2 separate regions of the Sus scrofa genome follow, and region 2 is linked to region 1. Evidence: chromatin contacts called from public HiChIP or PLAC-seq data. All regions are on one chromosome and are shown on one strand. The core of a region is the stretch at or near the end of the contact, and the rest is flanking DNA. Distances in the headings are between cores, read along the strand shown.

Region 1 (5,979 bases), core at 532-3,031:
TCAATTGAAATGATCCAAATAATTTCATGCATCAAAGAAAAAGAAAAAAAAAAAAAAAAAAGGTGTTCCTGTCATGGAGCAGTGGAAATGAATCCGACTACAAACCACGAAGTTACGGATTCGATTCCTGGCCTTGCTCAGTGGGTTAGGGATCTGGCATTGCCGTGAGCTGTGGTGTAGGTTGCAGATGTGGCTCAGATCCTGTGTGGCTGTGGCTGTGGTGTAGGCCAGTAGCTACAGCTCCAATTCGATCCCTAGTCTGGGAACCTCCATATGCTGTGGGTGCAGCCCTAAAAAGAAAAAAAAAATAATTTCAGGCATCAGCCTTCTTTGGGCCTTGCACATAAAAGTTCACTGTTATGCGGATATCAATTTTGTGTCCTCAGCAAAATGTCTTCTTGAGAACAGGGCCTATGCTCATTGGGCACAGAGAAAGCACTCAGTATATACATATTGGCTAGTTAATGAAAAAGTTCAGTGTTTCAGTCCAAATGATGAATTTGGCTGTTGACACTGCAGATTCATCACCCAGCATGACCATCTTTCCAGTATTTCTTTTGATGGTAGTGACACAATAGTATGCTTGGAATAATTCATTATGCTCTGCAGTATCCCAAGTCACATGATACAACTGATTTGGGACCTTTCTCTGATTTTTAATTTTGTATAGGTGGACAGCTCTCTGGCTACAGGTTGTCTAGTGGCCCAGAAAGGTCTCAGAGCCCAAATGATGGTTCCTCCACAGTTTCATGGTCTCTTGGGGGTAGGTTGCCAGAATAAAAGAGAGGATGCCTAGTTAAACTTGAATTTCAGATAAGCAATGAATAATAGTTTAATGAGTACATCTGTGAAATATTTTGATTCGCTTCAAACTTCATTTCAACATTCAGTTATTAGCATCTTGCTATAGTGACTGCAACTCTCTCGCAAATGCTTTTCCTTGACTTATTTGAATGTAACTTGCACACTTCGCAACAGTTTGCCTCTGAATCCCTTAGCACTTAATCCTAAGAATGAAAGCATTTTTTAAAAAATATAACAATGCAATATTTGGGACATCCTTGGGCATCCTGTGTTTTTATTCAGTAAATCGAACAGCTCTGCCCTGGGGGTTGTGGCTGCTAGACTGGCCAAGCATGGGCTTTGCCAACCCACAGACCAGGACTCAGTGGGATTTGACTTGACTTACTGGCTCTGTGGGTGGAGGAAAGCTACCATTTCCTTATCTGCAAAATGGGATTTTTTTTTACCTTACAGGGTCCGTGTAAGGCTTAGAGATCCTGAGCCTAAGGCCCTAGCACTGCACCTGACCCCTAGAGACTTTCAGTATGTAGCAGCTGCCATGGTAGTAATAACAGTTGCCCTTCTCTGAGCTGAATGTCAGGGGAAGGAGATAAAAATAAAGACGCAATTGTTTTAGAAATGTTGGCAGCTGTATTTATAAACTCGCTTCTGTTCTCTCATTCCCTGTCCCTACTTAGTGTACACACACACACAAACACACACACACACACACACACACACACACACACATACACACACACACCACACACCATCTATTCTGGGATTTATTGTGGGTCCCTTGACAAACATCCAGCCATTTGGGGTGGAAGAAAAAAGATACATTAAAGGTGCAGGAAAAGCCAACCCTCTTGAGAGCAAGATTTGAATGGAATCAGAGGTGGTGTGAGACTTGTTTGGGTGTTGACTCCACTAAGAGTGACCAGGGAGAGGCCGATGATGGGGGTAGAAGCAGGCAGTGAGGAGAACCCGGGGTGGTAACAGCATCTGCTCTCAGTGTGGCTCCGGCAGGCTGTTGGGATCGTTGTTGCTAGGTTTTTCATGTGCTTTGTTTAGTGAAGGACTCCAACTGTTTATTTCTGCCTTGAAACTTCACCATGCTCAACTTGAAACTTGGAGGAACAAGTTCAAGTCAGACTGTCAGGAGAACAGCCAGTTTTACCCTCCCTTCTGGAAGGGATTGTGTCTTCCTCCTTTCTGGAAACTCTTCCTCTGTCTTTGGATTTTTTTTTTTTTTTTTTTTTTTTTTTTGCCTAAAAGCTGGATACAAATCAGGCAAGAAAAACTTGGGCAGTTAACCATCTGTTCTTTCACACCACCTGGCTCTTTTGGGGTTTGTAATCCTGAAATCATGTTCTTTACTTGAATAAGTAAATGAGGTTGCAAATCCTTTCTTTTTTATTGAAGCGTAGTTGATTTACAATATTGTATTAGTTTCAGGTGTACAGCAATTTGGTAATATCTATACATGTATATTTCTGCATTCTTTTTTTAGTTCTTTTCTATGATAGTTTCTCACAAGCTAGTGAATAGAATCCCCTGTGCTAGATAGTAAATCCTTTTTGTTTTCTATTTTGTATATGGTACTATGTATCTGTTCATCTCATACGCCCAATTTATCCCTTCCCATACCCCCTTTCCCCTTTGGTAACCATAAATTTGTTTTCTGTGTCCATGACTCTGTTTTGGTTTCATCACTAAGTTCATTTGTACGATTTTTTAGATTCCACGTATAAGCGATATATAATATTTATCGTTCTCTGACTTTTCACTTAGTGTGATAATCTCTCAGCCCATCCATGTTGCCGCAGCAAATCCTTTCGCACTCCACACACCGTGATGCTCATCATGAAAAGTGGGTGAGGAATACAGGGTCAAATCAACCCTCCTGACAACGACAGGAAAAGAAACGCTGTGAAGCGCAGTGTTGGGGATGGGGCCCTTGGAGCTCGGGAGGGAGAACTGGCCCCAGCGGACGAGGCATCAGCATTGCTCTTGTGTCACTGGGACCGAGGAGAAGCCTAGATGAAGTTAATTCTCTGTTTCCCACACATTCTGCTTCCCCCTGGGGTCTATGCATACATGTCATAGAATCTGAGTTTCTTTCCTAGATTTTCACTTTCTTAAAAAAGATAAAGGAACAAGTATTTTTTTCTGCTCACAGAAGCCATTTATTTCTGATGTGAGAAAGATCCAAACAATGCAGAGAACCATCACAGAGGAATGGAGATGCACAGAGATGAGTGCTGTTAGTTGTTTAGTATAGAGGCTTAGAGCTTTGGAGGGTAACTGAAAGATTGAAATTGTGAAATTATATGTTCATCCCCCTGCGATGCTTTCATGCTTGGCATTTTATCTGCGGGTCTTGTCCACACTTACGTATATTTCTCATTGTCTGCTTTTGCCATTTAACATTCATAATGAGCATGTTTCTTATTTCTGTGTAGTTTTATAATTCTGATGTTGGCTTTCTACTCCAGCCTGTGAATTTTCAAAAATCTACTAAGTCATCCTTGTCCTGGTCAACATTTTATTTCCAATTTTATGCGGATTCTTTCTTGTTTCAACCTAAACTGAGTTTTTTTGTGTGTGTTTTTGCCTTTTCTAGGGCCACTCCCATGGCATATGGAGGATCCCAGGGGTCTAATCGGAGCCGTAGCCACCGGCCTACACCAGAGCCACAGCAGCACAGGATCTGAGCCACGTCTGCAACCTACACCACAGCTCACGGCAACGCCGGATCCTTAACCTACTGAGCAAGGCCATGGATCGAACCCTCAACCTCATGATTCCTAGTCAGATTCGTTAACCACTAAGCCACGACGGGAACTCCTAAACTGAGTTTTATGTAGGGCTGGAAGAGAGGGTCAGGACTCAAGACTTTCCTTCTCTTTTCCCACTTTTATTGTTTAACATTTGTTGGGTTGTGTGCATTTGAGCAGACTCATGGAAGTGACAGGATTCCTTTTTTAATTCAGACCAAGTCCGGGAACCCCCACATCCCCAACCTGAAGATGGTAGTAGTCAAGATCATAGTCACCCATTGTTGAGTATTTTGAGTGTGGCCTGAGATAAGCGCTCTGCTGAAACCTCATTTAATCCTTTCAATAATCCTAGCCTAGCCCTCCTTCCCACATGGGCTGGTGTCACTGCAAATAGGCAGCTGGCATAATAATTAGGAAAGTCAAGTAAAAAAATAAATCCAAGGAGTTCCCACTGTGGCTCAACAGGATTGGCAGGAGCACTGGGACACAGGTTCAATCCGGGGCCCGGCACAGTGGGTTAAGGATCTGGTGTTGCCGCGATGGCAGCTTAGGTTGAAATTGCAACTCGGATCTGCTTCCTGGTCCAGGAACTCCATATGCCACGGAGAGGCTAAGAAAGGAAAAAAAAAAAAAAAGTTAATTAAAAATAAAAAACAAATCCGACTTAGATAAGGAGAGACTATTTGAAAGGATTACGGTGAAGGGAGAGGAGTTGCAGTACACGGAGGGGCTTGCATTAGGGGGACCTCTGACTATGTGATCTGTGGGGCCTCAGGGGAAGCCTAAAGGGATTTTCTTTTACAGGGAGGAGTTCACCAGGCTAGGAAGGAGAGAAACTCAACCAAAGTTTGGTTAACAAGCATTTTTCCCCCAGCACTACTAAGGTATGATTAACAAACAAAAATTGTATGTATTTAAGGTGTACAGTGGGTTGCGTCATGAAATGATTACACAATCAAGGCAATTCACAAAGCCATCACCTCACAGAGTTACTTCTTTGCACGTGTGGCAAGAACACTTGAGATCTGTTCTCTTAGCAATTTTCAAGTGTACGATTCAGTGTTACTAACTGTAGTCACCATGCTGTCTCTTAACAAGCATTTTGCTCCCATTGATCAGTGGGGGCAAGCTATTCCACTAACTCCAATACAAAAATGGGGCATCTGGAGGGTCGGTGTCTCACCTTATCTTCAGTAAACAAGAGAGTCACATGGGGAAGGGTGTTTCCTTGCAGCCAGCATTTCCCCAGAATGGAGAGATAGGGATTCCTGAACCATTGCTGTTTGCAGTGAGTCCTGGAGCGGCTCGATGCTGGCAAACCTCAGGCATTCACTAACCTTTTTTGTTTGTTTGTTTGTTTTTTGTCTTTTCCAGGGCTGCACCCATGGCATATGGAGGTTCCCAGGCTAGGGGTCTAATCGGAGCTGTTGCTGCCGGCCTACACCACAGCCACAGCAGTGCCAGGTCTCAGCCACGTCCGCAACCTACACCACAGCTCATGGCAACGCCGGATCCTTAACCCACTGAGCGATGCCAGGGATCAAACCTGAAATCTCATGATTCCTAGTTGGATTTGTTAACCACTGAGCCACGAAGGGAACTCCCACTAATCTTTTTGAGCTTTGGTCTCCTGAGGTATAAAGTGGGAAAATGTGTTTTTTTTTTTTTGTCTTTTGTTGTTGTTGTTGCTATTTCTTTGGGCCGCTCTCGCGGCATATGGAGATTCCCAGGCTAGGGGTTGAATCGGAGCTGTAGCCACCGGCCTATGCCAGAGCCACAGCAACGCGGGATCCGAGCCACGTCTGCAACCTACACCACAGCTCACGGCAACGCCGGATCGTTAACCCACTGAGCAAGGGCAGGGACCGAACCCGCAACCTCATGGTTCCTAGTTGGATTCGTTAACCACTGCGCCACGACGGGAACTCCTGTTTGTTTTTTTGTTTTTTTTTTTTTTGTAGACTATTAAGGGGATTGATGAGATAAGGTGGCAACATAATGCCTGGCTTTTGATTTGTATTCTGAAGCTCAAAAACCTTTCATATCCTACCCACAGCTGTATATGGGATAAAATCTAGTCTCCTATGACCCCAACCTGCCTTTCTAAATGAATCTCCCCACTCCCTATAAAACCCACACCCAGTCACACCTAAAACTGTCCCTCCTCTCTATCTTTATTATCTCATTCTTCACATCCGCTCTTTTTTTTTTTTTTTTTTTTTTGGCTTTTTGGCTTTTTGGCATTTCTTGGGCCGCTCCTGTGGCATATGGAGGTTCCCAGACTAGGGTCGAATTGGAGCTGTAGCTGCCGGCCTCTGCCACAGCCACAGCAACGCGGGATCCAAGCCTTGTCTGCAACCTACACCACAGCTCACAGCAACACCGGATCGTTAACCCACTGAGCAAGGGCAGG
Region 2 (5,774 bases), core at 2,627-5,126, 750 kb before region 1:
CCAATTTGACCCCTTGCTTGGGACCTTCCATTTGCTGCCGGTGCGGCCCTAAAAATAAGGAGAAAAATAAAAAAGGAAAGAAACTGGTCTTCAGTTTCAGGATGTGGCCTCACCTCCTGCTGGCAGCCCCTGTGCTCCTGAGCCCTGTCCCTGCACCGCCACGCACATGCCATGACCTCACCTAGAAACTGAAGTCCCTGGACCATTAGCATCAAGATTCCTTACAACTTTCAAATTTTATAATTTGAAGGTAAACTCTGTAACCCTCTCTTCTCACCAAGTCAGAATTCAAATCTGTTTTGGATAATGACCCATGATTCTATTAAGTGACCACAAACACAACTGTTAATGACATACTAGGACTCTATACCCAATAAACCAGAGGTTCTCCGGGGGTTAAGTAGTACATTAGGTCACTGCGGAAAAGCCTCCAAGGCGACTGGGCAGAAGTCAGCGGCAGCAGCAATGAGATAAGGGACATTCAGAATAAAATGGGTTAATTCTTCCCCCAAACTTAACTACCTTGCTGAGGAATGATTTAAGCTTCAAGAAAAATAAAAACCTTTCAACACTCAACTCTCAGATCCATAAATTAAACTGAAATCCCTGAAAGGGACCTATAAATCTTTTATAATGAGGATGACAGCAGATGTCTTAAACGAAAAAATAAATAAATAAATAAATAAAAACAAAACAAAAATTTATGACCAAAAGTGAAAGAAGAATGTTTTCATATATTTTCCCTTGGTGATTTATCACAATCCATTGATTCAGTTTAAGCAGACAAAATCTCTAGAAGTTCAAAGAAAACGTAGAACGTGCCTCAATAAAATTCTAAACATTACAACAGAAATCCCACTTTGACTTCAAAAAGAATGAGCAAGTAATAAGATTTTCCTACATTTTAAAATTAGAAAATGTAGGCAGGTATTACATAACAATAGTAATAATTATTATTATGTGAGAATAGTTAAATAAAATGGTGGTTAGAAGCATAGACTCAAGCCAGAACGCCTAAGCCCAAACTCCAATTCCAAATTTACTAGCTGTGTGACTTTGGACAAGTTACTAAACCTCTCTGTGTCTCAATTTCCTCATAGGTAACATCAAGGACAAAAATAGTACCTATATCAGAGAGCTCATGTGAGAAGCAAGTGAGCTAATATATATAAAGAACTGCCATATAAGCATGAGGTATAACTATTTCACAGTATTATGATAAATAGCAAGAGAAAAACAAGCCTGACTTTTGAAAAGATTGGGGGGGGAGGAACTTCACAGTGACCTGCTTCCATGGTAACTGTTGTGCAATGAGCTCACAGCCTGCAGGGCAGGGGACCAGGCCACTCTGGCGCCACCCATGCCCTGTGAGTGCAGGGCCTGACTTTCCAGGCTCCGACCCTGAGGCTTGTGTCAGGGGGAGTCAGGGTCCCCCCCCTACACACACACACACACACACCCTCTTAGCCCCAAGGGAGGAACAGCAGCTGACAAGCGGTTGCTCCCTCCTGTCTCCCCAGCATTTCAGCACCTCCCCCAACGGAGGTCCAAGTACTTTCTTCTTTCTGTGAATTTTCTTTTTGCCTTTGGTTTGGATTCCAACCCTCCAAGATTTCAGGATGCATATCATCTGTCCTTTCCTGGTGAGGAAAGCTTCCTGTCCTGCAGTCAGAATAGCCAGACATCTTTTGTTCTCTTACACCTCGGGCTTCCTTCTGCCTTCCCCTGTTAAGGAGTTCTGGCCCCTTTCTTTTTGTTGTTTTGGCCACGCCCACAAAACAAGGAAGTTCCCTGGCTAGGGATAGAACCCACACCGAGCGGGGACAACGCCAGATCCTTAACCTGCTGAGCCACCAGGGAACTTCTGACCAATCTTTTCAATCGCTTTCTTTTCCCTGTATGTCGTTTCCTTGGAAAAATCACATTTATTCCTACACTGCACTTAAACAGATCTTCCACCCAAGTTTCAGACCAATTCACCCAAATGCTTACCAGATACTAGCATTTGCTCTTCTAACTAAATGTGTGCAAAATCAAACTCTGCCTCTTGTCCCCAAACCTACACTCACCCACACTCCTCAGCTCCGCAAATGGCGCCTCCATCTATACCACTGGCCGGTTCAGAACCCTGGGGTCCACCCGGAGACCCCCTCGCTGCCTCCCACACTTCGAGCAAGAAATCTCATCCATTTACCCCCTGTGTCACTATAAACAAATCGATGTCTTACAGGAGAACTATTTACCAAAATCATTATTCCCTGTGTTCAAGATTTAATCATGTTGATGAAATAGTTTCTTCGTGATGAATGAGGAGTCAGCCCAGTGGCTCTGTCCTTCCCTTCACATCCTTTAAACACAACTCTCTGCCTTCTCTCCTACTCCTGTCTGCTTGTCAGCTACATTCAAAGTCATAAAGATAAGGGATCGTCATTCCCATTTTGCCCTTTGCTGGTTTCCATTCTTACAGCAAGGATACCTATCTCTATTCTGTTTGCCCAATTCCAACTTCTCTGGATTGTAGCCCCATCAAGCAGAGGAAGGGGGTGGGGGTGGGGTGCCAATCAGATCTAGTCCTTACATTTTCACACAATCTCCTTTTAAGGCATGAGGATATTCCTTTTACCCACCACTTTTTCTTGCCCCCATGAATCTCCCACCATAAAAACTACAAAAAATTGGGAGTTCCCATTGTGGCTCAGTGGTGACAACCTTGATTAGTATCCATGAGGATGAGGGTTCAATCCCTGGCCCCACTCAGTGGGTTAAGGATCTGGCCTTGCCATGAGCTGCGGTGTAAGTTGCAGATGCGGCTTGGATCTGGCATTGCCATGGCTGTGGTGTAGACCGGCAGCTGCAGCACTGATCTGACCCCTAGCCTGGGAACTGCCATACGCTGCAAATGCAGCCCTAAAAAGCAAAAAAAAAAAAAAAAAAAAAAAAAAAAAAAAGAAAAAAAAAGAATGTGTGTATATACATATACATATATGGATGACTGGGCCACTTTTCTGTACAGCAGAAATAGAACATTGTAAATCAACTATAGCAAAAAATTAAAAAATAAAATAAAAATTGAAAAAAAATAAAGAGCAAACAGTCCACTCCATTACCATTTTACAACTCTGATGAAGACTTGGTGAGTCTGAGGATTCTCTCAGTGGATTTCAATCATCCATGCTTTTCAGGGCTGATTATCTTATATTTTGTAATAATGCCACTGATGCCCTGTCTCCCAAATGTGGGGCACATGAATTCTCTTTCAAGCACTGGGGCAAAACTTGGTTCCTCTTTTGGCCCAGATCTCTTTCCTTCCTCACAGAAGAGTACAGACATCAAAACAAGGAGGCCCTTAGACCACAAAGAGTTAATGGTGCTCTTAAGCAAAACAGGAGACCTCACCAGATCGCTCTTCCTGCCTCCATCTAGCTAGCCTGGTCCCAGGCAGATAATGATGCAGGAATGCTGACATGTCTGAAGCCTACATAAACAAACTGGGACATTCTTGAAGTCTTGCATCGATGGCAGAAAAGCTTGCCTAATCCCCAAAGTAGTAAAAATAATCATGGGTTTAGAGAAACAGCATCCTTCCCTTATGTTTACATATTGATACAAAAATGCAGATCTCCCTTCCAATTTTTGATGGAAGCAGACCCTGTCTGAGTAATGACTTTTTTTAGCAGTGGTCATGTGGGTTAATAGTCAACCGTGTCACCAGTCCTTCTGGGGCACAGGGTACGAAATGCCACTTACAGAAGTTATGCAACAGCTGTCAAGAAATTTCAGGAGAAAAAAAAAAATTTGGTATCTAGGTTAGGTTAATATCACACTTCCTCTCTTCTAAGTTTCCTTGGAAACTATTATTTGCCCTGAATGAGTCAGATAATTTCTTAAAGAAGCCTCCAGCTGCATATATGTGGCTCCACACCGCACTGGCCACCTGCTGTTCCGGGCTGGCGAGTGAAAACCTACCAGACTGCAGGAAAGTCCCCGTTTAGGGGAGAAGTAAAATTGCTGCGGCAGTGCTGAGGCCACGACTCTGTGCTGGGACAGCTCGTGGGATCTCAGCAGCAAAATGCCAGAGGGCAGTTCTCACTCCTGCAGGAAGGCAGCCTGGGAAGGTCAGGCCGCTGTCTTCCCATCAGGGAGTGCACGACCCCAGGGAGAAACAGGCGCAGGTCAGAGATGCAGACCTGACTGTGCAAGGACCGGGAGCCCTGGCTCCCTCCCTGGCTCCCACAATGCACTGGGGCTCTTCTGCTTGTCACCGGGCTCTGTCTTCATCTGTTTCACTGGGCATTAGAAACAGCCTTCAGGCAGGCATCGGGGTCATAAATTAAGATCAACTGCTCAGCTGCAGGGGCTGAGCTTAGCTGTCCCCCGCTCCAACACAATGTACAGACAGTCCATTTTGACAGATGCAAAATAAAATCCTTCTTACTCTGGCTAACAATTGCTCCTGTTACTACAGGCCAATGTGTATGGAAGAGCACTGAAATTGTTCTATAGATAAAATACAGTTCAGTGCTTAGCTAGAGCATGACTTAAATATTTCTCTGTCATTACTGTGTACCCATATATTTATATCAAAAACAGTTAAAATTTTATCTAGCTAATACACAGCTCTGGATAAAAATACTTCAAATTCCTCTTTACAAAACACACACATACACATGTTTTGAGGAAAATGAAAACAAACAAACAAACCTGTACTAATGAAATTTCTGAGCCCTAAGCAAACATAATGTAACTCAATGATCTGATGTCTTAGTCCCCTTAAGTGGTCACTGAACAAAAATGTCTCTGGAAGCCTCCTTCTGGAATTATCTTTGAGCAAGGGACAATTTCATTGTAACTCTCTCAAACTTCTTTTAAGAATGAATGGAGATACTTAAAATATATTTAAAATAACCATGAGATAGGATGGGTGATCTTGAGATTAACATATGGGTGTGTACCAGGAAGTTTTAAGGATTAGCAGCTTTCCTCAAATAAGGGCATACAGCAACTTCAGAGGAAAAAAGTCAAACTTGCTTGACTTTATACACTGAGTACGTATGTTTTTATACAAATAAAGCCTCACCATATTATCTTATCATAAGATCATCTGTGAGTTTATGTAAGGCAGCTTTAGTGAATGACTACACAAGACTGACTCACAGCTAATGGCTTCTCTCCTCAAACTACTAGACCAGAATTCTGAAAAGATATTTTCTTTCTTAAGCAGGTTAAAGATGTCTTTCTGCCACAGCGACACAGAAGTTTGTTGTACGCATTATCTAATTCGCTTACCAAGCCCTCTCTGGATAGAGAGTGACCTGAATTCCTCAGTAGGCTGCACTCAAACCACCATCATTATTCAGACTCAATGTGGCCATTCTGCGCCCAGCGGGCCACCCAGCTCCAAGCAGCCTACAGGAAGATGGAGACAATCCACAAAGGCCTCACAGTGCTGGCACCACGGCATCAATATTAAGATCCTGCGCTGGCTGGAAATGAATGACGATTTCTTCCAAAAATCTTTATCTTTCATAAAAATGCTTTCTTCGCTCTGGGATTTTAGAAGCCGATACCACTGTTGCCAAAGGCACCAAAACACAGCCAAACTCTCTATTATTACCACACCCTTCCTCCAGGCTTCCTGAGACCTCACCTAAGAAGAGAAGAGACCTAAGAACTAGTGTAATTCCCTTAGGGGCGAGAGGGCCCGCAGCTGGTCATGGGCAGAACCCAGACCGCAACCCAGTCTCCTCAATCCCAGGCTGTGGCTTCTTGGGCAA

What was found. HiChIP or PLAC-seq counts read pairs in DNA pulled down with a chosen protein or histone mark.
Region 2: a contact with region 1 is called in an H3K27ac HiChIP or PLAC-seq map of skeletal muscle, with 3 times the contacts expected there. The contact joins two enhancer-like sites. A contact is called at or near these places in 2 of 2 datasets of contacts at active chromatin or transcription factors (alveolar macrophages and skeletal muscle).

What each region holds. Positions count from the first base shown.
Region 1 is chr8:71,891,648-71,897,626 of Sscrofa11.1, reverse strand. All of the region lies in intron 1 of SCARB2 (scavenger receptor class B member 2), which reads left to right. Among named protein-coding and RNA genes, the nearest start is that of SCARB2, 16 kb to the left of the region's middle. Within about 2 kb of position 1,781, at least 16 of the 83 cell types and tissues checked have an H3K27ac peak or open chromatin away from gene starts, as enhancers often do. A contact at or near this core is called in skeletal muscle, where this site is marked.
Region 2 is chr8:72,648,698-72,654,471 of Sscrofa11.1, reverse strand. The region is part of intron 4 of SEPT11 (septin-11); the gene reads right to left. Among named protein-coding and RNA genes, the nearest start is that of CCNI, 68 kb to the left of the region's middle. Within about 2 kb of position 3,876, at least 52 of the 83 cell types and tissues checked have an H3K27ac peak or open chromatin away from gene starts, as enhancers often do. A contact at or near this core is called in skeletal muscle, where this site is marked.